7 separate regions of the Mus musculus genome follow, and all the other regions are linked to region 4. The links are chromatin contacts, called in public HiChIP or PLAC-seq, Micro-C and promoter capture Hi-C maps. All regions are on one chromosome and are shown on one strand. Each heading gives the region's core, a stretch centred on a gene start, on an enhancer-like site or on the middle of the called end of the contact. The rest is flanking DNA. Distances are from core to core; before and after follow the strand shown. Region 1 holds the start of Smad6 (SMAD family member 6). Region 2 holds the start of Spg21 (SPG21, maspardin). Region 3 holds the start of 1700055C04Rik (RIKEN cDNA 1700055C04 gene). Region 4 holds the start of Rab11a (RAB11A, member RAS oncogene family). Region 5 overlaps Map2k1 (mitogen-activated protein kinase kinase 1). Region 6 holds the start of Clpx (caseinolytic mitochondrial matrix peptidase chaperone subunit). Region 7 holds the start of Lctl (lactase-like).

Evidence for each region. Promoter capture Hi-C pulls out the DNA fragments that hold promoters and counts their contacts. A called contact is a pair of places that touch in the nucleus more often than the background predicts. HiChIP or PLAC-seq counts read pairs in DNA pulled down with a chosen protein or histone mark.
Region 1: a contact with region 4 is called in a Micro-C map of embryonic stem cells, with 7 times the contacts expected there. The contact joins the promoter of Smad6 here to the promoter of Rab11a in region 4. A contact is called at or near these places in 1 of 484 Hi-C or Micro-C datasets (embryonic stem cells) and 4 of 115 datasets of contacts at active chromatin or transcription factors (bone marrow-derived macrophages, embryonic stem cells and pancreatic cancer cells).
Region 2: a contact with region 4 is called in a promoter capture Hi-C map of erythroid cells, with 4 times the contacts expected there. The contact joins the promoter of Spg21 here to the promoter of Rab11a in region 4. A contact is called at or near these places in 1 of 39 promoter capture datasets (erythroid cells), 1 of 115 datasets of contacts at active chromatin or transcription factors (bone marrow-derived macrophages) and 2 of 9 other capture datasets (liver and pancreatic islet).
Region 3: a promoter capture Hi-C map of erythroid cells shows a contact between it and region 4, with 17 times the contacts expected there. The contact joins the promoter of 1700055C04Rik here to the promoter of Rab11a in region 4. A contact is called at or near these places in 4 of 39 promoter capture datasets (erythroid cells, liver and stem cell-derived epiblast-like cells).
Region 5: a FOXA1 HiChIP or PLAC-seq map of pancreatic cancer cells shows a contact between it and region 4. The contact joins the enhancer-like site here to the promoter of Rab11a in region 4. A contact is called at or near these places in 5 of 39 promoter capture datasets (the C10 cell line, HPC-7-derived erythroid cells, frontonasal cranial neural crest and 2 more), 5 of 115 datasets of contacts at active chromatin or transcription factors (bone marrow-derived macrophages, embryonic hindbrain, large pre-B cells and 2 more) and 1 of 9 other capture datasets (macrophages).
Region 6: a contact with region 4 is called in a promoter capture Hi-C map of erythroid cells, with 21 times the contacts expected there. The contact joins the promoter of Clpx here to the promoter of Rab11a in region 4. A contact is called at or near these places in 2 of 39 promoter capture datasets (erythroid cells and pre-B cells), 3 of 115 datasets of contacts at active chromatin or transcription factors (bone marrow-derived macrophages, memory CD8 T cells and pancreatic cancer cells) and 2 of 9 other capture datasets (adipose tissue and liver).
Region 7: a contact with region 4 is called in a promoter capture Hi-C map of neural stem cells. The contact joins the promoter of Lctl here to the promoter of Rab11a in region 4. A contact is called at or near these places in 5 of 39 promoter capture datasets (the C10 cell line, hippocampal neurons, liver and 1 more) and 2 of 115 datasets of contacts at active chromatin or transcription factors (embryonic midbrain and embryonic stem cells).

What each region holds. Positions count from the first base shown.
Region 1 is chr9:64,020,080-64,023,643 of GRCm38.p6, reverse strand. Smad6 (SMAD family member 6) reads left to right here and starts at 1,585. Exons shown (of 4, transcript NM_008542.3): 1 at 1,585-3,439. The coding sequence starts at 2,620.
Region 2 is chr9:65,459,360-65,463,125 of GRCm38.p6, reverse strand. Spg21 (SPG21, maspardin) reads right to left here and starts at 2,189. Exons shown (of 9, transcript NM_138584.2): 1 at 1,972-2,189.
Region 3 is chr9:64,039,800-64,043,602 of GRCm38.p6, reverse strand. It overlaps 1700055C04Rik (RIKEN cDNA 1700055C04 gene), which reads left to right and starts at 2,138. Exons shown (of 3, transcript NR_040726.1): 1 at 2,138-2,296.
Region 4 is chr9:64,736,037-64,739,826 of GRCm38.p6, reverse strand. Rab11a (RAB11A, member RAS oncogene family) reads left to right here and starts at 2,071. Exons shown (of 5, transcript NM_017382.5): 1 at 2,071-2,243. The coding sequence starts at 2,204. It overlaps n-TQctg9 (a tRNA gene), which reads right to left and starts at 1,781; the gene lies at 1,710-1,781.
Region 5 is chr9:64,200,387-64,203,963 of GRCm38.p6, reverse strand. The region is part of intron 5 of Map2k1 (mitogen-activated protein kinase kinase 1); the gene reads left to right. Among named protein-coding and RNA genes, the nearest start is that of Snapc5, 23 kb to the right of the region's middle. Within about 2 kb of position 1,428, at least 62 of the 459 cell types and tissues checked have an H3K27ac peak or open chromatin away from gene starts, as enhancers often do. A contact at or near this core is called in bone marrow-derived macrophages and pancreatic cancer cells, where this site is marked.
Region 6 is chr9:65,292,474-65,296,381 of GRCm38.p6, reverse strand. It overlaps Clpx (caseinolytic mitochondrial matrix peptidase chaperone subunit), which reads right to left and starts at 2,122. Exons shown (of 14, transcript NM_011802.3): 1 at 1,817-2,122. The coding sequence starts at 1,895. It also overlaps the pseudogene Gm16218.
Region 7 is chr9:64,114,920-64,118,474 of GRCm38.p6, reverse strand. Lctl (lactase-like) reads right to left here and starts at 1,328. Exons shown (of 14, transcript NM_145835.2): 1 at 1,175-1,328; 2 at 627-860. The coding sequence starts at 741.

The DNA.
Region 1 (3,564 bases), core at 336-2,835, 720 kb after region 4:
TCATGGGTGTGCACAATCCTGTAGGCTCTCTTTGCGTTTTAGGATCATCAACTTCTTCAGGGATGAACGGAAGCTAAAAGACAAGTTTGTGTGGGCGCTTCTTGCCCACTTTTGATGTATGCACTTATTAGTAAGGATTTCCTAGAATCTTGAGAAACCAAGGCCAGGACAGCTACTCATATTCACCTTGGCCAAAATAGTGAAGGGTGGGTGTGACAATCGGCCCTGCAGCACTGGAGTACCTGGCTCCAGGTAAGACTCAGGGAAGTAGTCTGTATCTTTCCTACACACACGACCCTTCCCCCAGCGCACTTCCAGACCCGTTCCTGGACTTGCACACCACCTTCGCTACAGCAGTCCAGAGCACAGGTATCCTAAAGGGGATCACAAGTCCGCGCCCCATCCTCCCCACTCCGCCTCCCGCGGGGTGCGGCGTCAAGCCCCAGGCCAATGAGAGTAGCGGAATTTCTTTCATTGAGCTCGGGGCCCCGCTCCTGCCCGGAAAGGGGCGTGGTGCTGCGCCGGGGGTGGGGCCGCGGCGCGCCAGGGGAGGGCGGGGCCGGCCCTGCGGCTGGGCCAATCGGCGCCACGCCCGGGAGGGGGAGGGGGAACCAGGCCTTTTTTCCCCTCCGCGCGGGGCCAATCCTGACTTTACAAGCTTGAACTTTTGCCACCCTCGGACTAGCAAGCACGCCCGAGGAGGTACCCCGCCGCGCCGGCTCCAGGGCAGGAGCGGCCTTAACCCTTCCCATGCCGGGTCCCCAAGTCTGTCCCCAACTTGCCCCCGTTTTTATAGTGAAACATAACTGGGGAAAGCACGCCCCTCTATCACTCTCGAAGGGGCATAAGGTAAATCCTCGAAGGGAGAAGAAAGCGCCTGGCCTTGAGAGGAGCCTAGGACGCCAGGAGGGAGAGCCGGGGCGACCAGGAGGAGCCATCCAAGAGCACTCCTGCCTCTACCCCACCCTGTCCAAGTCCCCACCTCGGGCTATCCTGGAGCTCCCTCGATCACCCGCCCCCCAGTGTAGCCTAGGCGGAGAGACCCCTAATTTTGGGCAGGGGGTGCGTGGAGCCTTCATAGGACACGGAAGAAACCCGCTATCCCAACTTCGCCGCCGCCCCCCAACTCCCCAGAGACGGAGGGCAGGAAGGCGCACACACACGCCCATTTTTATTAGCCCGCGCTGAGGCTGGGGGTTTGGACTGACTCTAAAGTGCTATGCGCGTTTGCAAGTTTGGGCACAAGCCAGAGAGAGGCAAAGGGCCGCCTCGGAGTCCGGGTCGCGGTGGGTTCACCCAGCAGAGCTGGGCATCAGGGTGTGAGTGTTTGTTAGCGCGTGTGCGGGACGGCTGGTATCCGTGCCCAAGGCACGACGTGAGCTTGAGAGTGAGTCGCGGGCACTGTCAGCCTCGGGGCGGGGGTGCTGGGGCGGGCGAGGGGCGGGGGCCCGCGTTCGGCCCGCCCCGGGAACCAGCCCCCTCGGAGCCTCGGGCTCAGCAATGGGACGTGTTCTCCTTTAAGAGTTAAGAAACTTGAAACCTTGTTTGCGCAACAATCAGCGCCGCGGAGCCGCCAAAGTGTCTAGACTGGCATATGATGGGAGGCAGCCAATGACTCCGCGGCGCTCCTCCGGGGGCCCTCAGTGTGCGTTTGAGGAGAACAAAAAAGAGAGAGAGCGCCGAGAGGGGGAACGAGCGAGGGAGCTGAGTCCAGAGAAAGAGCCGCCGGGCGCTGCCTCGCCAAACCTCGCTGGGACCGCGGGGCCACCAGGAGGCACTTTGGTGAAGGGGGGGGGGGGCGACCTCGGCAGCCGCGGCGCCCGAAGCGACCCAGCGCAGCGTGGGGCGGGCTGCGACCTCTGCTTCGGTGGATTGCATTTTTAATTAAGGATTCCTAGCAGCTCTTTGGGATTTTTTTTTTCCGGCTTCCACTCATGTGTTGACACCCGCGTTCAGGAGAGACTTGCCCCAAGTGCACCGAGCGCCCGGGACCTGAGACGGAATTGCTTTTCGTGCGTGCAAAATCCAAGCATTTTGAGTTTTGTTTGGGACCTTTTTCTTGCTTTGCTTTTATTTCTATTTTTATTTTGTTGCAGGGATATGGGAGTTATCCACAAGCCTTAGTTTCGGATCCTGCAGGGAAAGCCCATGTAGCATAGCTTGGCTTTTGAAGGCAGAGTTGTGCAGACACATTTGGGGGCACGACGCAAGCGCTTTGTGCTCGTGTACCAGCCGCGCAACTTTTGAAGGCTCGCCGGCCCATGCAGGGTGTCTCTAGCATCGTTTCGCTGGTGGCTTCCCTAAGGCTCCAAAGCAGCTGGAGTTGAGCGGTCCCGGCCCATCGTGATCCATGTAGCCCGCTGGTCCCTCGCGGACTGAGGCTCAACACGCGCGTGTTCCCGGCCCGGCCCGGCCCGGCTTGGCCCGGCGCGAGCTCCCTCATGTTGCAGCCCTGCGGTGCCCCTTCGACGACAGGCTGTGCGCGGTCTGCACGGCGCCCCGCGGCAGAGCTTCATGTGGGGCTGCGGCCCGCTCAGCCGGCGCCTCGTTGAGGGAACGGACCCCCGGTAACCGGAGACCGCCTCCCCTCCCACCACCCCAGGCGCCAAAGGGTATCGTATGTTCAGGTCTAAACGTTCGGGGCTGGTGCGGCGACTTTGGCGAAGTCGTGTGGTCCCTGATCGGGAGGAAGGCAGCGGCGGCGGCGGTGGTGTCGACGAGGATGGGAGCCTGGGCAGCCGAGCTGAGCCTGCCCCGCGGGCACGAGAGGGCGGAGGCTGCAGCCGCTCCGAAGTCCGCTCGGTAGCCCCGCGGCGGCCCCGGGACGCGGTGGGACCGCGAGGCGCCGCGATCGCGGGCAGGCGCCGGCGCACAGGGGGCCTCCCGAGGCCCGTGTCGGAGTCGGGGGCCGGGGCTGGGGGCTCCCCGCTGGATGTGGCGGAGCCTGGAGGCCCAGGCTGGCTGCCTGAGAGTGACTGCGAGACGGTGACCTGCTGTCTCTTCTCCGAACGGGACGCAGCAGGCGCGCCCCGGGACTCTGGCGATCCCCAAGCCAGACAGTCCCCGGAGCCGGAGGAGGGCGGCGGGCCTCGGAGTCGCGAAGCCCGCTCGCGACTGCTGCTTCTGGAGCAGGAGCTCAAGACGGTCACGTACTCGCTGCTCAAGAGGCTCAAGGAGCGTTCGCTGGACACGCTGTTGGAGGCTGTGGAGTCCCGAGGCGGCGTACCGGGCGGCTGCGTGCTGGTGCCGCGCGCCGACCTCCGCTTGGGCGGCCAGCCCGCGCCACCGCAGCTGCTGCTCGGCCGCCTCTTCCGCTGGCCAGACCTGCAGCACGCAGTGGAGCTGAAACCCCTGTGCGGCTGCCACAGCTTTACCGCCGCCGCCGACGGGCCCACGGTGTGTTGCAACCCCTACCACTTCAGCCGGCTCTGCGGGCCAGGTGAGCGTGCGCAGGGTCGCCTCGACCTCCGACTCTACCGTCCTGTTCCCTTTCCCTTTCCCAATCTCTTTGTTGGATACACTAGGGATGCTCCCCCCCTCCCGACCGCCCCCCTCCCCCGGTAC
Region 2 (3,766 bases), core at 940-3,439, 720 kb before region 4:
TGGTCTACATAGTGAGTTCCAGGCCAGCCAGAGCTATGCAGTAATAGTAAGACCCTGTCTCAAACACACAAAGCTAAAACATCAATCAACTTGTTAAAGTTTACTTCTAGGATCGACCAACTTACAAAAAAAAAAAAAATTATCCACAGTTTTAATAAGATGCCACTCACAAACCAAACTAGGTACAAGCACACAGGCAGGCACACAAATGAGCTACCTACTTCTTTCCCACAGTGGCCGAAGGGTAGTCCTTACCGGGTCTTCAGTATAACTCACAAGCAGCTCAGTACTGACCACATTGTAACTAATCTTGATGCATAAGAGTTCCTACACAGCTGTGAGGACACTTTTGCAAGGACAGGTGATTCTAACACTTGTGCTGGTTGGGTGGTGAGGAAAGGTGAGACAGTTACCAAATGTTGCCAAATGTTGCGTAGGACCAGCTGACGGCTAGGAAGAAAAAAAAAAAAAAAAACCTGCTGCAAAGCTAAAGCAGCTGTGAAGGGTATGAAAAGGAAAGTTTGTTCTAGCTCTCTTTCATCCACTTAAGCCGGATGCTTTTCCAAGTCACAAGAGAAACATTCTTAAAAAAAAAAAAAAAAAAAAAAAAAAAAAAAAATCTGTGGCCCAGAAAGTTAGCTGAGACTGTGACCAAACTGGTCAGGATGAAAAGAAACATGGGCAGTGTGTTCAGGACAGATTTGCTTTCTCGTGACTCTGTTCTTTACAAAAAACAGAAGCACCTGTTCAGGCTGGTGAGGAAAGAGGCAGAGATAAGCTTTATCAAGGAAACCCCTCCTCCCGCTGGCCAGGATGCTAAGGCTCCCCAGCTCTTCTTGGACCTTGCGTTGCTGGACAGTAAGTTGGCTAGTTGTGAGAGAGCATGTACTTGGCCTTCAGAGTTTCAACAGAACCTGCAGTTCATAGCTGAGGAAATCGCCTCTACAAATGTTTAACACACGGTCAGTCACATATTGCTGGTCCTTTATCTCAATGTATAGGTGTCTTATATAGGGACAATCTGTGGTTGTTAATACAACCAATTAAAAAGGTTATTAGAACTAGAGAGCCTCTAGGTGACATAACTATGGTTCTCGGTGTTGGGGAACGCTCACCATGGGCTTTTACCACTGAACTACACCTAAGGCCCTGCGGCGGGCTGTTCACTACACATCTTCATCCTTCACCACACCTATATGTATTAAATAGCCATCTTTTTGGAGATTTCTTCAGGTAAGATTTATCCTTTCTCCAGGAACCTATCCACTTCTCTCTAAATATCATGAGAGGAGACGCTGCCCGCACATCTTTCTCTCTGACCACTCGTTTCAAGGTTCTGGTGTAAAATCTTTTTGAAAACTCATACACAGCTATTAGACGGCTTCCCAATGTGCAGAATCCTTGCAAAAAGAGAAGCTAGACCACTGCAGATGGAGACAAAACAACATCAGCCCCTAACTTCTAACTCCCTGGGAAAAGAAGAAAAAAGGGGGGGGGGGTTTCTCTCGCCCTGCTACACTCTTCATGACTCTTTCACAGGCCTCACACCTAGTCTGAGGTAGGATCTTTAAAACAACTCTACTCGCAGCCCTTAAAAGTTGACTGAAACCAAAATGCTCCTGAATTTCTGCCCCAGGATGGGTGGCTCAAGAAAATGAGGATGTCTGACTAAGGATTTTGGGCACCAATCGCCATAGGGGCCGCCCTGGGTTCCACCAGTTCAGAAACAACAACAATCCGCAATGAACCGAGGCTGAACCTTAGACAGACCCACAGGCACAATCGGACACACACAGGCGCCCGCGAGAGCGCACCACACGCACACACAGAGATATGGATCACGTGCATGGTCACAAGGACCTGCCCACTCGTGAACTCTGCTCGTAAGTCACGCATGCTCGATACACGCCCACCTACAACCCTACACGCACCACACACCCACACTCTTGCTTTCCAGGGCCTGCCCCTCACCTGCCGTGGCCGCTCCCGCGTCCCTTTCTTTCCAGCCTAGACGGATCTTCGCCCCGATTTGGGCGCAGAGGATGGAGTCGGCGGGGCGCGGACTGGACCGGCGGCCGCAGATCAGGAGCCCCGCGGGAGCAGCGGGCAGAGGGGGCGCGCGGCCGAGCAGCCAGAGGCCACCGCCTCCCAGCTTTGGTACTGCGAGCTCCCCGGGCGCGCCTCCCGCTTCCGGGTTCCGAGGAGGCGGGACCAGATGGCGAGGAAGGGGCGGGGCTCTGGTGGTTACTATGGCGACGGGGCTGGCAAGGGAGGCCCTGTTCTGAGATTTGCGGTGTCCTAGAGGCTGTGGAGGCTGGTGGTGGATAAGGGTCAGTTCTTGGTCACTTCTGACAGGAGCATGGAGGAGGAAGTGAAAAATCTAGGCTGTAGGCCCCGGGGATGTGCTTCTGACTTCGGTTTTTAGGCGTCTTCATGCTTTGGTGGGGAGACACTTTTGGTCCATAGCTTTGGTGAATAGGCCTTGACATAGTCTTTTTAAAACATTAGTATATATCAGTTCATTACAATGGCTTAATTAGGACATTTTGATACCTATATAAAGAATTTGGATCATCACCCTCCCTTAGTCTCTGCCTCCCATGTCCCATTCCCCTTCAGCCTCCCAACTGCATATGCTTTCTCAGCAAAATTGTTTTTACCTTTTGTATAGACGCTGTCCTCTGACCTCCTTTCAAAGCCTTGTCTCCTTTTATGGCTTTGTGCTGATGTTGAGGGGGTATACTCAGCGCTGGTTTGCCCTCTTCTGTCAGGCACAGTCTAGTCACTGTTCTTACGAGAGATGTGGCAGATGCCACAACACCTTTCAGTTAGCTTACAGCTTTGCTCTGAAATAATGCATAATAATATTGAGTGACCTGTCAATCTTGTTTGAAAATTTGTAAGGTTCCTAAAGCAAGATCCTAATGTTTTAGGGACTTTTAAAAATATTTTTTATTATTATTACTTTTAATCGTGTGTGTGTTTGTGGGAGAGAGAATATATGGTGCACATGAGTGTAGTTTATAAGGAGGGCAGAGGAGGATCCTAGAGCTGGCATTACAAGTGTTTGTGAGTTGCCTAACACGGGTGTAAAAGTAATATGTATTCTTAACCTCTGAGCAATCTCTCAGCCCCCACGTGTGTGTGTGTGTGTGTGCGTGTCCCTGTGCCTGTGCATGTACGTGTGCGTGTGTGTGTGTGCGTGTGCCTGTACGTGTGTGTGTGCGTGTGTGTGTGTGTGTGTGTACGTGTGTGTGTTGATGCCTGCTGAGGCCAGCTTTGGACCCCCTGGAGCTGGAACTGCAGATGATTAAGATGGATCAAGCCTGACTGGGTACTAGGAACTCAGCTTTGGTCCTCTGGAAGAGCAGTAAGTTTGTTAACCACCAAACCATCTCTCCAGGCCTAGAGAGCACAGACGAAAACAATGACTCAAAAAAACAAAAACAAAACCACAAAACAACCAAACACTGATCTATGGCTCAGGAGTCTTAGGTTCCAGTCTAGAACTTAGACAAACACCAGACACATTTTCCCCAATGCATAGTGATGTCTCGGCTCTCAAAAAGGTGAGGCAGAAGGATCTCAAATAGTGGTACTGTATCTCAAAGCTAACTGAATTGTTCAAAATTATAGCAAAAAGTGGTAGATACAGAATCTGAAAAGACCTTTAACCAGCTCTCAAAATTCAGAGCTCATCACCAAATACATGATAGATAGGCTTTGATATATATATGTGTGTGTGTGTGTGTGTGTGTGTGTGCAT
Region 3 (3,803 bases), core at 889-3,388, 700 kb after region 4:
ATTTAGAGCCTCAGTTACATTAAGCTGCCCTGCCAGCGCCAAAGGTGAATGGTTACAGCCCCATCGGGCTGAGCAAGGTCACAGCAGAGATGGGCAGCTTCAAGGAGAACTGGCTTTGGAGCTGGGCCCGTGTTCTATTGCTTGGGCCAACGCTAGGGTAATCCTGCAGTGGACACTGAACTCCTGAGCCTACTTTTCCTCCTAGGATATTGTACAGCGGTGTTATATACCCTTATCCTCCTAGCTAAATTGCCAAGGTCTTCAGGAGTTTGGCTTGGATTGCTCACAAAAGATCCCTACAGCTGGACTCTTGATGTTTCCTCATAGAAGGAAGAGGCAGGTCCCTGTCTGAGTGGCTAGCCATGCCTCCCCACCAGTTGTATACAATTCCATCCTAATTACCTGTGTAGCCCTAGGCTCTCTGGGCAGGGCTAGTGTTTATAGCCAGTGAACAACCAAGGAAGTGACTCCATCTGTCTCTACCTCCATAGGGAAGCCATCAGCCCTGCTGGGTGCTGCCCTTACAATGTGGCTGTTTTAAGGTCACCTTGGCTCCCGAATGTTCTCGGAAGTAAGCCTAACTACTTCCCCAAGGCAACACTGGTAGAATGGAATTTTGGTTTGTGACTGGGGTAGATGTTGCTGGTTGTACCTCCAGCTCCAGGGTAAAAAAAGTCTCAGCAACGCGCAGTTAGGGGGGGGGGGGTGTGTGTGCTCTGGGTGAGGATCTATCTGGTAAGGAGCAGGCGGGTTGTCTTTGCAGAGCCAGTGGAGAGGTGGCTCTAAGTGGAAACTTCAGGAAGGCACCTGTTAAGAGAGACCCATCACTCAGCGATGGAAAACAGAGGAGTGGTGGCTTCAAGGGAGGTGGAGTGAGCGGTTGAGACCCTGGCTTTTGAGTTGGGTGGATTTGAATTTAGATTTACTATCCAGCCCCTCCCCCACCCCCTTTTGAACGCTGCTGGCTGAAGACCCCAGGGTCGTCCGTGGACCGACTGCCACTGAACTACATCCAGCTTTCTTTGTGCTTATTTGGGGACTGAATCTCATGTATTAGCTGCTTTTCTTGTTGCTGAGACCAAATGTCTGACAAGAGCTACTTTGGGAAGGGTTCGCTTCGGCTCGGTCTGGAGGTGCTGAGGGTGCACTCCATCATGGCAGAGAAGACCTGGCCGCTGAGGCAGGTGGTCACGTGGTACCCACAGTCTGGAAGCAGAGAGAGGTGGAATGTGCTCAGCTACACTTCCTTCTACTGAGTTCAGGGACTCCTGCACATGGAATGGTTCAGCTCACGGTTAGTATGAGGCTTCCCACCTCAGTGAACCCACTCGAGAAACTCCCTCCCAGGTGTAACCAGAGGTTTGACTCCTACAGGATTCTAGAGCAGGGGTTCTCAACCTGTGGGGTTCACATATTAGATTATTACATTACAATTCATAGCAGTCGCAAAATGACAGTTATGAAGTAGCAGTGAAAATAACTTTATGCTTCGGGGTCACCACAGCGTGAGCAACTGTATGAAAGGGTCATACAGCATTAGGAAGGCTGAGGACCGCTGCTCTAGATTCTGTCACGCTGATAATCAATATTAACTAGTCTCACCAAACTTTCTAGGCAGGCTGACTTTGAACTTGCTATCCTCTTGCCTCAGACTCTTGAGTAACTGGGATGACAGGCATACACTGCCAGGACCAGCTCAATATCCAGCACGTGCTCTCTGTGAAGCCTTGGGGAGCGACTTAGCCTCTGAGTTTATAAAATGAGATCTCAATATGGGAAGCTCCCCCCAAGGCATGCACAGACAGGATGGTTGTTTAGAGAACTTTAGAGAGAAGTTGGGTGAGGGGTTCTGGCAAGGCATACAGTAAATGCCCTATAAATGTGCCCGTGGACATCATTCACAAGGACCTAGGGGTGAGGAGGAGATGGGAGTTTGGCTGAATGATGGCCCAAAGACTGAGTCCCTGAAACCTGGGGATATGTAAGGTAACACAGTCAGGGAGAATAAAGGTAGGGTGGATCTGGGTTGTTAATCAGCTGACTCTGTCACAGAGAGATTGTCCTGGATCATAGGGAGGCTTGAAGTCACAAGAGCCATCCTAGGTGCAACAGTCAGAACCCCGTCAGAAGGACAGTCAGAAGGCGTGTGACTGATATTCTACCGGCCACTGTGGAGGAGACACGAGCCAGGCAAGGCAGGCCACCGCTAGAAGTTGGACAGGGCAAGTGGGTGAATTCTTTCTCCCCTCAAGCTTCCTCAAAAGCCCAGAGTTGGGCTGCTGAGACAGTTCGGCAGGTGAGGGCACTTGCAGCCAAGCCTGACAAACACAGTTCAGTTCCCCACACCTACAAGGGGAAAGGAGACAACTGGCTCTGGCAAGTTGTCCTTTGACAACCCCCCCCCCCCCACACACACACACATGCATGTTATGTCATGGAAGGCTTACTCCAAATAAGTAGATACAATGTAGTGTTAAAGAATAGGTGGGCAGCTCTGGCTACACTTAGATTTGAGCCCAAGGATACCCGTGCATTTCAGACTCTCAGAACTGGGAGGAAATGGATTGGGATTGCAGTAAAGACACTGTCTTTTTAATTTGTCACCACAGTGAAAGAAAAGGAAGCAGGGGCATTAAGCTTTGAACACCAGCAGGCTGGCAACAGGCAGAGGCCAAGGCAGGCAGGGTAGCTGGGAAGGATCAAAGGAGCCTCCATATCCTGACACTCCAGGACAGAGTTATCAGGAACAGGGGAAAACTGTGTGTCTCTTTGCAGAAATAAAGAAATGGACAGATTTCTCCAGTAGGGTCTGTGCCCTTGGTAATGGCTGAGCCTCTTCCTGGCAAGAGCTGGTGTCTCCCTCACCATCTTTTCAGTCTAGAATTGGATTTTTGTGTAACCTGCTTTGGCCAAACATTTGTAGGTTTGGAGCCTGGCCTAGGGAGAGGTTGCACACTCCTGCCACAGCTGGTTTTTTACCACCTGCTCTAGCCCAGGACCAAGCCTGGACGGACAGACATCTTTCGACATGGCCTCAATAACTCTTCTTCCCACAGCTCCTAGCAATACTGTGCCCAGTTACTTACTGTCTTCCACTGAGCATGGGCTGTACATTTCTAACACACAGTGTGCTGCATTGGCTGCTGTTGGCTGATACTTTAGGTACCAAAAGGGCTACAGAGCTCTCTTCCAGTCCCTGTTCCTGTCTCTCTCTCTCTTTCTCCCCTCCTTCCCTTGCTGGCTTTTCCTGGAGGATCATTGATGAGTAGGGTCAGGGAAGGGCTGAGGATAGCTCAATCAGAAGGCCCAGGTGGGGAGCTGGCTACAGCTTTGGAGAAGACCCGAGAGCTGCATCCTGGTGAAGAAGTAGCCCAGGCTGGCACTAGTCCATGCTGTTATATCATTTTAGTGAGAAAAGAAAAGGGAGGAAGCCCAGCCAGAGAGAGTGGAGTCGGGAGGGGGTGCCACAGAGAACTGAGAACCTTGGGAGAAGATGCAGAGAACTCTCAACATCCAGCAGGGAGTCTATGGAAGTATACACACACACACACACACACACACACACACACACACACACACACACAGTTCTTTTCTACACAGTTTTCTCTGTGTAGCCCTGACTGTCCTGTAACTTGCTCTGTAGACCAGGCTGATCTCAAAATCAGGAGATCCTCCTGCCTCTGCCTCCTGGGTGCTGAGAGGCAGCACAAGAGGCATGTGCAACCTCACCTGGCTTAGTTCCTGACTTTCCAAATGAGGTCACTCACTTGGTATCCTGTTCTGTCCGTATCCTTCTCTCCATT
Region 4 (3,790 bases), core at 822-3,321:
ATGCTTCCTCCTTTAAAAAATTTAAAACTATATCTTTATTTAATGTGTGTATATGTTGTGGAAGTCAGAGGGCAACAATTAGGAGTCAGGTCTCTCCTCCTTTGTAGGTCTCTAGAATTGAACTCAGCCCTTCAGGCCTGGTGGCAGGTGCCTTTACCTGCTGAGCTATCAGGAACAGGCACATACCACCTCTGAGACAGGATCTCCACAGACAGGCCTAGAACTTGCAATCTTTCTGCCTCTACTTCATGAGTGCTGGGACCACAGGTGCTGCCATCCCCAGCTGTAGGGATGGCCTTTCTTGTGCTATGTTTTTCCTGTTTTGTAACCCTGGCTGGCCTTGAACTCACAGAGGCATTTACCTCTTCCTCCCAAGTAGGATTTAAAGCATGTGTAACCACACCTGGCCTAGTGACAGCCTTTAAAACATGACATGTATCAGAGAGAGTGTTAAAACAGCAATGAACTATCCTTAAGGACGAAGCCTTGATGGTTAAGTGTGGCCACCCTTTTCCCCATCTCATAAACAAGGCTAGAGCTTTGCTTACAGGAAAAACACCCCAGGTTCCCCTGCAACCTTTCTTTGTGACCTTGGATGTTACCCCATCAGTTAAGTTTCTACTCACCAAGTAGGAGCCGCCCTGTGATCTTGGATTCCTCAGAAACTCTAGTCCTCTCTGAGGCACTCCCAGACATGTTCTTGGCCACACCTTTCTTTCTGAGACCCTCACTTCCTCTTAAGTATATAGCTTAGAATCTATATTAAAAATCTCTTCTAATAAAGTCTGATTGTCTCACATATTGGTTCATCCTGAAATGTTTTGCTGCAGCAAAGTCAAGAATCAGTTTTTCTCCGAATCCAGGTCCCTAATAGATAAGGGAACTCCTCAGACTTGCTGGTGGCTGTCTGGAAGAACATCTCGTCCCTGCTGACAATCCTCCTTCCAACTTTGGAAAGACCTTAAGGACAACCCTGAGCTTATTCAGATAATAAAAAAATAACATCTCTGCTTAAGGTCAGTTGATTAGCAATTTGAATTCCATCTGTAGGCTGAATGACAAACATCTGTTTCCCAGGAATTATTAGATGACTATGCCTCTGTGTGGACGGAGGTGGAGGTGGGAAGGGGCAGAGGAGGACAGCAGGGCCAGCCTGAGCTATATTCTGGGGTACAGAGGGGGAGTGAAACCACCTCAAACAACAAGAACAAAATTATTAGGAGATGCTGTGGCAAATTTCTTGAGTCTTAACACTGATATTTGCTAACATGGGAATTGCCATTCTTCTTGTGTTAAAATTTATTTAATCGGGCTTAGCTCGAAGGCCAGAAAATAGGACTCAAGATCTTGAATCTTTATGAGAAAGGGTGGGCGAAGTTCTCTTAATGACATCTGGAGATAGTGCAATAGATTTGTGGAGAGATTGAGTGGGTGAGGAGTGCCTATCCTTAACTGAAGCTGAGGGTATAAAATTCCAGCAAAAGGAATCAAGTAACAAACTTTCTCCAAGGCTAAGAAAAACCAAAGAGTTCAATAGGTCTCCATGAAGATCAGATACTACTGAATTGACAAGATTGATTAGTGTAGTCTTCATAGGTAAAGGCTACCTGTGGTTCAATCCAAGAGCAGATATAACAAGGTTATTCTATTATTCAATATGAGCTAAAGAATACAATCAATATGAGTTAAAAGTATGAAGAAAAGGGAGCAGGTTCCACCGAGATTTGAACTCGGATCGCTGGATTCAGAGTCCAGAGTGCTAACCATTACACCATGGAACCAGCACGGAGGCAGCAGTGCCTTCGGGTCTCTAATGCTGACAAAACTCCGCCCCCAACCGGAAGCCAGATACTAAAAGATTTACACTTCGCTTCTCTGAATGATTGGGGAGAAGAACAAGCCAAAGGCTCCAAGGACCATTTTAGGATTGTTTTTCCTGTATGCCTTCCCAAAGCCGGGTGAGAATGTGGTGTCCACTCCTGCGCATTCCACCCTGCCTAGCTTATGGGCGGGGTGCCATCTCTCCGGAAGTACTTTCTGCGAGGGGCTGGGGCCTTCCGGAAGTGACGCATACAGGGCGGGGCTCGTCACCGGGTCCGGCAGCTGAAGCTCCTCGCTCGCTCGGGTTACCCCTGCAGCGACGCCCCCTGGTCCCGCCGCCGTTGCCACCGCCGCTCCCGCCCCTCAGCTCCTCGGCCGCGCCATGGGCACCCGCGACGACGAGTACGACTACCTCTTTAAAGGTGAGGCCGTGGGCCAGCGAGAGCCCATTTGGGGCCCGAGACACTCCCGGGGGACCCGCGCAGGGCCAGCCCTGCCCTGGTCGGAGTCCGCCTCGGCGCTTCCTTCCTGCCGCCCCGTCGGGGGTCCCGCCGCTCGTCCGGGTTCCCGCGCCCTTGGGAGGCCTGACGAGCCGCGGCGCCCCTCTCTGTATGTCCTCCCCGATGGCTGCGTCCCTCACGGCCGTGCAGTTCCTTCCCTGGGCGTCTCGAGCCCCTCCTCTTGGATGCTGCTGCTCGTCTCACGTCCCCCCTCTGACAGGCCCCTGCCTGGGCTGAGCACCCATATCGGGACACCCACTGGCTCGGGGGGCGGGGGTGTTGCTTTTTCTCTTTTCTGTTCGTTTCCCTTTTCTTCCCTTCCCTCCTCGTGAGCCTTTTCCTGGGCTTCGGCCAGATTCGCCCGTCCCCGGGCCCCCACCCCCATCCCCGCAGACCTCGAGGTCAGTACCCGCGGACTGTCCCCTCCCTCCCCACAGACGGGCAACTAATGTTTAGCACTCCGGAGCGACCTGGCTGGTGGGAGGGAGAGAAGGGGAGGGCAAGAGGGGCTGTCCATCACTCCTGGCGTTCATGCACTTGTCGCAGTGTCCAGGCAAGCAGATGACTTCCCACCTCGCGTTTTTCTTTTTTTTTTTTTTTCCCCCCCTTTTCATCTCTGTCCCTGCCTAGCTACAACCAGACCGGGATAACTCCTTTTACTTGGCTTTCGAGAAGGGGCTGCGGATGGGTGGTGGCTGTTATCCCTGCCAGACCTGAAGGCCCAGTTCCCGAACAGGAAAGGTTGTGCGCTGCACAAATACTAGCGAGCTTATCACTGTGGACTGGTTGCTTCCTGCTGCAATACTGGGAGGATCCGACAGGAAGGGAAGAACCCTGGTTGGTCACATACCTTTCCCAAACAGTGAGAGAGGGTTATAGTGCTAGCGTGCCCTTTTAGTGAAATCAAGAATTTATTACAGGATGGGGGGAAATGTGGAGCCGGTGGACAGAACAGGGAAGAATGTAAATAGAGACTTGCTTATGGGTTGAGTCCGCGAAGAAGCTGAAGTGAAAGGATACAGTTCTCAGTGACGAGAGAGTACAGTGAACGCTTTTTTTGTTCATGAATGCGCTCTCACTTTCGTAGCCTTGCTCTGCTCCTGAATTAGAAGGGCAGCCATCAGTAATTTGTTGAACAAAGATCATTGCCAGTGAGGAAGAAGCCCTTGCTTTTAAAGCTTTTCTGGGGAGGGTGGAGTTTCAAGAGTGTTAAGCATGGTGAGTGTTCCTGGCTTTGCCATTGGGTGCTAAGAGTGATTGGACTAAGTGAAGAAGCAGGAAACATTTCCAAATTCTTTACAAGTCTTGACATATTAGCTGCTAGTACACCCTTATCAAAAGTTACTCCGAATATTCTATTTATAGAGTAAGTACCTTCAGTGTTACCCTTACTACCATATTGGAAAGTAATGTATAGATAAGAAGGCACCAAACCTTAAAAATACTACTAGGAAAGCAGGCCTTGGCGG
Region 5 (3,577 bases), core at 179-2,678, 540 kb after region 4:
CCCTTTACTAAACAGGGCATAGTGGTGGGTGCCTTGGGAGGCATGGGTAGGTGTATCTCTGTGCGTTTAAAGCAGCCAGAGCAATATAGAGTGATCCTGTATAAAGTGTTCTATTACTAACATATCCTTTATTGTGAGACAAGGATCTTATTATTTAGCCCTGGCAGACCTGGAACTAACTATGTAGACCAGCTTGGCCTGAGAACTCAGACCCGCCTGCCACTGCCTCCTAAATGCTGTGATTAAAGGCATACACATCATGTACATTTGCTGATATAGTCTTTGTTTTATTGTTTTAAAAGAATTATCTATTTTATGTATGAGTATACCAGAGCTGTCTTCAGACACACCAGAAGAGGGCGTCAGATCCCATTCCAGATGGTTGTGAGCCACCATGTGGGATTTGAACTCAGGACCTCTGAAAGAGCAGTCAGTGCTCTTAACCACTGAGCCGTCTTCCCAGCCTTGCTTGTTTTTTGAGACAGGGTTTCTCTGTGCAGCTCTGGTTGCCCTGAAGCACCTCTTTTTGTAAGGCTTTCTTTTCAGGCAGATTCTCTTTAGTGAGGGCAGCATAGACCTCACCAGCCACTTACACAGCAGGTTCTGCATGTGCTCAATCCCAGGAAAGCTTCACCTTCTCTCCCCTGTCCACACCAGTGCTGGGCCTCTGATGGGCTTTCAATTAGGCCTGTTGTGCCAGGGCATTAATGTGCTTGTGGCTGGTCACATAGATTGATACCCAAGCAAAACTATTTGGTGTTTCAGAAGAAGATTATAGTAATGAGGAAATTTGTTAATAATTGTTGAGGAGAAGGAATGGATGTTGAAAGCAAGCAAATGGAATGTAGGGTGGAGCACAGTACTAGAGCATGTTGTAGCATGGGTAAGGCTGGGCTCAATTCCCAGGATTTTGGACAAAAGGAAGTAAAAGGGTTTCCATGGCAAAGTGACTAAGCCTTGAGTCAAAAATACAAACAAACAAACAAACAAATACCCAGTAATTCCTAACAGATGGTCAAAACAGGAGTGAGCAGATAGCTTATAGGCCACATTGTGCCTGCTTTCTTTAGATTTGTATGTTCTGCAAGCTAAGGATGATTTTCAAAGCTTGGTGACATGTGATAGTTGTGTGCAATTCAAATTTTAACATCCCTGGCCAGGTATGGTGGCACATGCCTTTAATCGTAGCCCTGGGGAGGCAGGGGCAGGTAGAGCTCTATGAGTTCAAGGCCAGCCTAGTCTATATAGCAAGTTCAGAACACCTAGGGCTATTGGAGAGACTCTGCCTCAAACAAACAATGAGCTTAATGTCTATAAATAAAGTCCTGTTAGAACACAGCCACACTTACTTGCTTAAGTGTTCTCTGTGACTGCTTTGTGGCTGTATTGGTATTTTCAAACAGTCTCTTGTGAAAGAAATGACTCATCCTAAAATATTTACTCTCCAGTTCTTTACTACAAAAGCTTCCTGTTGAGGCCCTGAAGTGTGTTGACATCCATAGGAGGCCTTCTCTTTTCTGAAGAGAAAGGCAGAGGGGGAGATAGGGGCAGGGAGGGGGCAGAGAAGTGGGCCTGGAAGGAGAGGAGGGAAGGGAAGCTGTGGTCAGTCTGAATGTAAAGGAAATATAATAAATTAATTAATGGGGGAAAAAGGTTCCTGACCCAAGTTAAGAGAAGGAAGGATTAATTGCCTTGGAGAAGGTAAGCACCAACCGTGGCTCTCAGCTTGTTTCTGTGGGTTCTTGAAGAATGACAGCTTTACAGCTCTTTTTTTTTTTTTTGCTTTTTTGAGACAGGGTTTCTCTGTATATCCCTGGCTGTCCTAGAACTCACTCTGTAGACCAGGCTGGCCTCTAATTCAGAAATCCACTTGCCTCTGCCTCCCAAGTGCTGGGATTAAAGGCACTTGCCACCACTGCCTGGCGGAGAGCAGTTCTTTAGGGGTTGCCATAGCCCAGTAACACAGAATACTAGAGAAGGGGGGGGGAGAGGGAGGGAGGGAGGGGGAGCACCATGAATGGCAGGAGGAGACATGAGAGAGAAGTAATAGGTTTTCTGAGAAGCCCCTAGGAGCGGAGGGCAGGTACTAGCTGGAGGGGTGGTGTCAGGAGGACTTGACTTTGGTCCTTTTGGAATCAGTGTCACATTATAGCTGTGGGTTGGGGGTTGGGGGGAGGGGAGCTGTGATTGAACCTGCTGGTCATGGAGAGCAGTGACCTACTAGCAACCCTGGGGCCCTGATTGCCAGTCTGTTAGCGGTAACACTCAGAGAGGAGTCTCATGCCCAAAGAGATTGGTTTGCTATGGAAGTCTCATTACCTGGTTATTACTCTAAAGGTGGTCCTATTAACTACTACCAAATCAAGAGGGAAGGCAGCTCATGAGACCTGACACCGTGGAGGAGCAACAGTAGAGTCATTCTCAGCCTGAGGCTAGGAACCATGTTAATTAGAGGCTTCTGTTGTGGGATTGTCTTCTATATGGGAACAGCTGGTTTTCTTGCTGGAAGTAAATGCTGACTGGCTCCATACAGCACCGCCACTCAGAGGTGGCTACAGCAACTCTTTGGAGTTTTTCCAAACATGTCTTTCCCCAGCATCCTGGTTGCAGGTAAAACTTCATGGAAAGTTCCTTCCAACTCTACCCCTTTGAGTGATCCTAGCAAAACTGTAGGTAATTTATCTGTCTTACCTCTTCCATTTCTTGGGACAACCCAGGATCAGATGAAACTGGCCAGTAAATCTCTAATAGCACCAAGGTGATGGTACTTAATAAAAGAACATTAACCCTAGCATTGTGGAGTCAGAGACAGGCAGATCTCTGAGTTTGAACCAGCCTGCTTTACATTGCAAGTTCCAGGCCAGTCCCAGTCAGGGCTAAGAACACTTTGTCATGTGTTATTGCCCCCATCCCCCCTTAAAACCAAATACAAACGTATGGTCCTAGACTGCTATGTGGTTGCTGCCTTCACAGAGGTTCTGGTCCAACTTGGAGAAGTGAGACCATAGTGAGTCAGATTAAAGACTGATGGGTGGATGATGCAAAGGGTTGGGATTTGCATTGAGACAGTGGGTTTCCTTTCACCCTATCAGTAAAGGGCTAGGATTTTAGGAGCATGATTGGCAGAAAGTGAGCTGCAGTTGAAGGTAGTGATGAGCACATGGTTACTGGTTACTCTCTCTATGGATCTAGAGTAAGCGAGGACTAAAACTGTCCTTAAATTGTCAGTCTCTCTTAAGTGTTTCTTTAAGGGCCTGGCTCTCTCTAAACCAGGAAGGATTGGTAAGTGGCCTCTTAACCTCTGGTCTGGACTTTTTTTTGATGCCTGACTTTGGAGCCTGGGTCCACATAGTAACATCACTAGTTATCGTTCCCACCCCTACCCCCATTTAAGGCAAATAAATTTCCATGGGCCTATCATCTTATGGCTCTTATTTTCCACCTCCTACTGAGCAAATTAGGTTGAACATGTCAAATGGGTTTTTAGCTTATTTTCTTTAGTGTATAATTAGTGTGCAAGGTAATAAGTCCTTTTCCCGTCAGCGTCAGCAGAGAGCTGATTGGCTTTGAGATAAGC
Region 6 (3,908 bases), core at 873-3,372, 560 kb before region 4:
TCACTTTATAGCACAGACTGGCTTAAATACCATGGCAACCCTCCAAAGTGTGGAGGTTATTAGCATGAGCCAACACCATACCTAACTTTTTGTTTTCTGAGACAGGTTTTCATGTCATCCAGACTAATGTGAACTCTCTATGCAGCTGATGTTGGCCTTGAGTCCCAGATCCTACCTGGATTCTTCATTTTGAACTAAGGATCTACAAAACTTTACAAATAATCTAGCTTGGCAGTGGTGGCGCACGCCTTTAGTCCCAGCACTTGGGAGGCAGAGGCCAGCCTGGTCTACAGAGTGAGTTCCAGGACAGCCAGGGCTACACAGAGAAACCCTGCCTTGAAACAAACAAACAAACAAACAAAAAGTCTGTCTGTCCGCTCTTTACTACTTACAGGACTCTATCTCTCTTTCTACCTTATAGGCCCAGGGTTGAAGTCAGGTTGTCAGACTGGGCAGCAAATACTTTTATTTGCTGAGCTATCTTTCTAACCCATTTGTCAAGTCCATTTAAAAAATATATACATCAGCTGGGCGTGGTGGCACAGGCCTTTAATCTGAATCCAAGGCCAAGACTGGTGTACAGAGTTCCAGAGACCTGGCTTGCCCCTGCCTAAAGACTGCCGGAACTAAAGTCATGTGCTATAACCTCCGGGCTGAAGCTAGAATTCTTTGACTAAATCTTATCAAGAACTCCTCCTGTCTAAAACACGTACCCTTTTTAATGCTGTTGTCAACCAAATTTAAACATGATGAATTTAATACCCCTAGTACCAAACTGTAATACCTTAAGCCCTCAACGAATGTAGGTCAAACAATACATTAAAATTATGTTTCTTTCCAGTGTTTACAAATCAAACCTCTGGAACTGGGACACCTACTTGAGGTGTGGCAATGTTTTAAGACTAAATCTTACACTTACGTGTCAATACTAAATGCTTCCGCCTATGTTACTCCATTTCATGTGTATTATAAACTGCCAATTATACAGTTAGTAGACAATGATGATTTTAGAATTAGTCAAAAAAAAAAAAAAAAGGAAAACTGCTTTTATTGATCCAAGGATCGTCATGAAAAGACATCTGTAAGTTCAGAGCCTAACAAGACCTAGCCTTACAATCTGATATGCATAGACTTGTGGGAAAGAAAAACGGGTTTCATTCCCGGAATCTCTTGGCAGGTGTGCACTCTGTCACAGGTCCTGATGAATAGAGAAGCAAAGTAAACAAGAGCCACTCCACTCTTAGAGGCTGATCCCAGCTGTCAAGCTGGGGAAGCGGGCGAATGACTGTTGCTAAATTTAAGTATTTCAGGAATTCCAGCGGTCGTTTTCGCCCCACCTCCCCGCTGCTTTCTTGGGACCCCAAGTTTCCCAAATATCTTGGGACCCCAAGTTTCCCAAATATCTGGAAGGCCAGCGAGCTGTGTTTACGTCTTGTCGTCCCCGAGACCGCACAATGTCAGTGACACCCTTGCGCTGCCGGTCCAGGCGACTAGCCCGACAACCGGGCACAGACTCCCCAAAAGTGACAGGCCCCAAGAAGGGCTGCACGGGGGACACTTTTAACGAGTGTTGCGTCGCACTCGGTTGTTCTCCCTGAGTTGAGGCGAGATGGCCTCATTCCAGCCCCCAAACTCCGAAGGCCCGAGAGCTCACAGGCCAGCGATAGCCCACCGGGTTTCCTTCCAATCCGACAGCCAGGTACTCCAGAGGCTCGTAGCGCCTCGCAGCCTTCAAGCCCTCCTCTCCCCCCGGGATCCCCACAGGTTCACTCGCCGAGAGCCCAGAGCGGGCACCGGCTCGGGACTACTTCGTTACCTCTCTGCGCGGAGGTGAGCGAAGTGGTGAGAAGCCGGGCGGCCGCAGCGCCGCAGGTACAAGCGCCGCAACTGGACATCTCCGCGGGGCCTAGGCCAGGGCTTCGCGCCCTGAGGATCGAGGGGGCTCAGCGACCCGATCGTGTCGCGCGAGTGTTCCGCTGACTGGCTCCGCTCCCTTCCGTCGGTTCTATGCTGGCGCAGCGTTTTCCCCACCAGGCAGCCAGGCCTGGACGATCCCAGCGTCCCACCGCCTTCTACTCACCGGAGTAGGCTCCTCCCCTCCTCCCCTCCCTCCCTACTCTCCCCCATTCCCCGCCCACCCCGGCCGGGGAGCGTGCGCGCGCTTGCGTCCTAGACCCAGGAGGAGGCGTGAGTTTACGCTGCGCATGCGTGGAGACTAACGTGATTCCAGAGAATGGGGCGGTAACCTGGGCACCAATGAGCGCGCTACGGCAAGCGGCGAACCCAAAATTTTGCGGTCGCCTAATTTCTCGGGAAGTCTCTTTATTCGGATGTTAAAAAGTTTTAGACCCAAAGAGACACGCGCCGTGTCGGGAGTTGACCCTACGCTTCTTAGGAGCAGGGGAAATAAAAGCGCAAAAAGGTGAGGATCTTTTTTAAGTGATCCGAAAACTAAGAATGTAATTCAGTGGTAAAGACCATAATCCCACATAATAATTATAAACAGACAGTAACTACCAGGCGCTTGCACTTCGGCAAGTTCCTTCCTTCATGGACTCTATATCCTGGCTTCCTTTATGTTCGCTGTTTCGTTTCATTTGCAGCATGGAAATGGTCTCCTAATCCCACTCCCACTCCGAGCAACAAGCTGGATAGAGCTAGCTTTCCTTGCTCTTTCAAGCTTTGTGATGATAAAGTTTTCAGTCGGGGCTAGTTGCCTGTGTGGATTTTTGTTTTGGTTTTCTGAGCGAGGGTTTGTCTGTGTAACCTTGGCTGTCCAAGAACTCCCTCTGTAGACCAGGCTGACCTCGAATTTAAGAGTACTGCCTCTAACACCATATGGGTTTTATTTGGGTTTGGTTTGGAATTTATGCCAGAGTAATTATATATATATCATCAACTCTAGCCGCCAAATTGCTAGGTGGCCTGGAACTTGTTCTGTAGCTGAAAATGGCTCTGAACATCTGATGCCTGTGCTCCCACCTCTAGATGAGACTACCGAGTTGTACCACACCCTGCTGGAACCTTTAGACAGAAACTGTGAGGAAAGAGAATTAAGCCAGGATCAACACCAGTTCACTTACATTAACCAGCGTCAATCTCCAGCCAGAAAAGTGACTTCCAGTTCCCCGGGTCTAGCTCACAGAAGGGGAATTCCAGGTGGTTCATACTACTACAGGGTTCTTTCTTAGAGAGCTGACTCGTGGTAACACCTCATGGTAAAGTTTCAGAGATGAAAGAGAATTCTTGTCTTTCTTCACTAAGACCCACTCCTTCTTCAGCTGCATCCAGGAATACAGTTGTGAGGAGAGACTCAAGTCCTCTCAGTATGTTGCTTTCCAACTGTGTTCTTAGACTCTCTCAGAAGCTCTCCCTCCATGGATGCTGTGAGCAAACCAAGAGGGCTGTCTCTGGCTTCTCCCGCCCAAAAAGAGAAGTTATGGGTTTTTTTGTTTTTGTTTTTTCGAGACAGGGTTTCTCTGTGTAGCCCTGGCTGTCCTAGAACTCACTCTGTAGACCAGGCTGGCCTCGAACTCAGAAATCCGCCTGCCTCTGCCTCCCAAGTGCTGGGATTAAAGGCGTGTTCCACCACTCCCGGCTTCACACACATTTTTTAAAAATCTTTGCTTCATGCATAGGAACATTTTGCCTGCATGAATGTGAGTGCATCACAAGTGTGCCTGTTGAATCCCCTGGACCTAGGGTTAATCATGGCTGTGAATCACCATGTGGGTGATGGGAACCTGGTACCTCTGCAAGAGCAACGTGCTCTTAAATGCTGAGTCATATCTCCAGTTCTAAAAATATTTTTTAAAAAGACAAGCAGCAAAGCCAGGTGATGGTGGTACATGCCTTTAATCCCAGCACTTGGGATTAAAGAGTCAGGTGGATTTCTGAGTTCAAGCTCA
Region 7 (3,555 bases), core at 79-2,578, 620 kb after region 4:
TGGAGTTGGAAATCCAGGCAGTTATGAGTTACCAGATGGATGTGGGTGCTGGGAACTGAACCCCACGCCTGTATAGGAGCAGTAAGCATTTTTAAAAAAGATTTATTGTTATATGTAAGTACTCTGTAGCTGTCTTCAGACACACCAGAAGAGGGTATCAGATCTCCACCATGGTTGTGAGCCACCATGTGCTGGGATTTGAACTCAGGACCTTCAGAAGAGCTGTCAGTGCTCTTAAGTGCTAAGCCATCTCTCCAGTCCTAAAATAAACATTCTTAACTGATGAATTCTAATTCTAGTAACTTTTAAAAAGTTTCTGGGTTGGGGATATAGCTCAATACCAAAGTACTTGCCTAGCATGGCCAAGACTTTAAGTTGGATTCTCAGCATTGCACAGACACAGGGATGGACAGACAATCCTCCCACCCTGGACTTCCATCTTTCTACCAGGGAATTTCCTTCTAGAACATTCACGTGGATGTTTTCCCCATCCTATGAGACAGGAAGCCAGAGCATCCAATTCCAATTCCTTGGCAAGTCAGCCAAGGTAGGAAGACCAATAGAGACTGACAAATGGATAGACAGACAGACAGTCTAAGGACAGAATAGTGGAGGAATGGACATACCGGGTGGAAAGGTTCCATAGTAGAAGGATGCCTCTTCTGGGGGTCCTCTCCAGGCAGTCCCTACCCTGGGCACCAGCAGGATCCACCCAAGGATGATGACCCACACTGGCTTCATGACACCTCACCTTCCTCCATGCCTAAGAGCCCCTGTCAGCTCAGGGACACAGGCCAGGAGGGAAAGGAAAGGGGCCACAGAGCGGCTTGCTTGGGCACACAGCAGCTGTGTGTGGGACCCTGCATTAAACAATGTGCAGAAGCTGAGCCAATGGGCCCAACTTCAAACTGGTTCCCATTCTGATCATGGTGTGTTGGAATGATGCAGCCCACACCTCTCAAGTAGCTCCTATCTAGTGGGGAACCTACTTCTGCCTCAGAAAGTGCCAGTCTGCTGGGGGAACCCCAAAACCTAGAGCACCCCTCAGCCTCTTACCTCCCAACTGTGTAGCCTGTATGGGGTGCTCTCCCTATCTAGGGCCCTCTGTCCTTAGCTGTCAGAAAGAGATCTCTTCCCACTGGGAACCCCTTTCTGATTAAGCCCACCAGCTTACCCAAGATGGTGTTCAGCCCTCGACACCCCCAGGGCCACTGTTGTCAGTTACCAGTCTCTCTGAATGACTCCTGGGCCCCACACTCCCCACCAAAGCAGAACCTACAGGCATGGAATCCTCTAGTCAGGGGTGTGATCTGTGGCCTGACACCAACAAAGAGTCTCAGTAATTCCACAGGGAGGGCACAGGCCAGAATGCTGAGCTGACCAAAAGCAATGGAGTCAGCAGTAGCCTGGCACTGGGCCTGGGCATCCAGCTGGCTCCTTCCCAAGGAAGAAGGGCGGCATCGGGGGAGGTGACCTCGTCCTCCCAGCTCCCTCTGGGCCTCACATGTAACCTTCAGCACAGTCCTGGGCATCCTGAGGAGGGGGTGTGGACTTGGGACCACTTGGGACTTGGGGTGATAATGTTTCAGTGTACCTTTCTTGCTGCCACGGGGGGGGGGGGGGATCTCTCAAGAAGGTGATGTTGGGTTTTCCACATAAGCCTCCTCTCCTCAGATTTCTCATCTTTTCCTCAGCTTCTCATTCTGCCATTGCTATCTGTGAAACTGTGTGAGTCAATTCTCCCACCTGGTTCCATCCCAAAGCAGCTCTGTTAGCAAAGAGCCTCCATCAGAGGCGCCTCCCCTCCTGATAATCCACTCAGCCTGAAGCCTCCTTTGCCTCCCCGAATGCGTCTCTCTCAGCCTCAGGCCTTCCCCCATTGTGGTTGGGCTTTTTCTATCCATTCTCCAAGTGTTCCCTAGGCCACCTCCTCCACCTTCGGGAAGTCCCTAGAGCTGCCTATCCCCAGCCCTCCAGCCTGCAATTCCATGTTACCAGTGAACTTGTCCCTGCCTCCTCTCAGAGCCCTGCTCCCCTGGGGTACAGAGGTATGCCTGCCCCTCCACCCAAGATCCCTAGAGTCAGAGAAGTCAACACTCAACAGTGTGGGGCAAAACGGAATTTTACAATTGCCATAAAAATGGCTAACACTGGCAGGCAGTGGTGGTGCACACCTTTAATCCCAGCACTTGGGAGGCAGAGGCAGGCGGATTTCTGAGTTCGAGGCCAGCCTGGTCTACTGAGTGAGTTCCAGGACAGCCAGGGCTACACAGAGAAACCCTGTCTCGAAAAACTTAAAAAGTGGCTAACACTGTGGATTAGTTAATCTTGTCAACTTGATAGTTCTTAGAGTCAACATGGAGACTAATCTTTGGCTGTGTCTGTTAGGAATTACCTATATAGGGTCAGTGTCAGAAGACCCGAAGTGAATGTGGGCAACACCATCCCATCTCTGCTTCCTGACTGCAGATGCCCGAGGCCAGCCACTTCCTGCTCCTTCCCGCCCCCCTTAGGTGTTCTGTCTCACCAACACGTCACTGAGACACTGACTGGGTGGACAACCACAACCTTCACAGATTGCTTTATTTAGTTCTAGTGTCTGAGTGAGGGAGTTGCAACAGCTTTGCCTTCTTCTTCTTTTTTTTTTTCCAAAAACAAGTTTTTATTAGATATTTTCTTCATTTACGTTTCAAACGCTATCCCAAAAGTTCCCTATACCCTCCCCCTCAGCTCTGCTTTTATTAAATCGTTTTTTAATGGTTTATGTTTGTTTTGTTTTGTTTTATTTTGTTTTTTTGGTTTTTCGAGACAGGGTTTCTCTGTGTAGCCTTGGCTGTCCTGGAACTCAGTTTGTAGACCAAGCTGGCCTCGAACTCAGAGCTCCACCTGCCTCTGCCTCCCAAGTGCTGGGATTAAAGGTGTGTGCCACCACGCCCAGCAATGGTTTATGTTTTACATGCATTGGTGTTTTGCCTGCATGTATGTCTATGTGAGGATGTCAGATACCTTAGAAATTGAGTTATAGACAGTTGTTAGCTGCCATGTGGGTGTTGGGAATTGATCCCAGGTCCTCTGGAAAAGCAGCCAGTGCTCTTAACCACAGAGATATTCCTCTAGCCCAAAACAGCTGTTTTGAGGTAGTCCCTCCTAGACATGACCTCTAGCCTTCAGGTCCACTCCACCCCATTGACTGCAGTCCTTCAGGCCCTCCCTCTGGTTGGTGTCCAGAGACAACAGCAAGGTAGATACCTGCACACTAAGGGGTCCAGTTGGGGGCTGAGACTGAATCTTCAGGCTCCCAGGTGTGTTTGGGGACCTGGTGGGCTAGGACTTCTTCTCTTTCCTTGTATTATTCCTGCAATGCCAGCTCAGGTCATGTTCACAACTGAGAGGGCCGTTGGGCATCTCTCCTAGTGACCATAGCCCCCATGGGCTATTTCTGTGGTACCCCCTTTCCAACCAGTGGGCTCTAGGCATGCTGTGTTCTAGGTTGACAGTGGCAGGAAACATACCACTTTAAGAGCTGATGTCATCTCTGAAAAATGTCCCTACCCA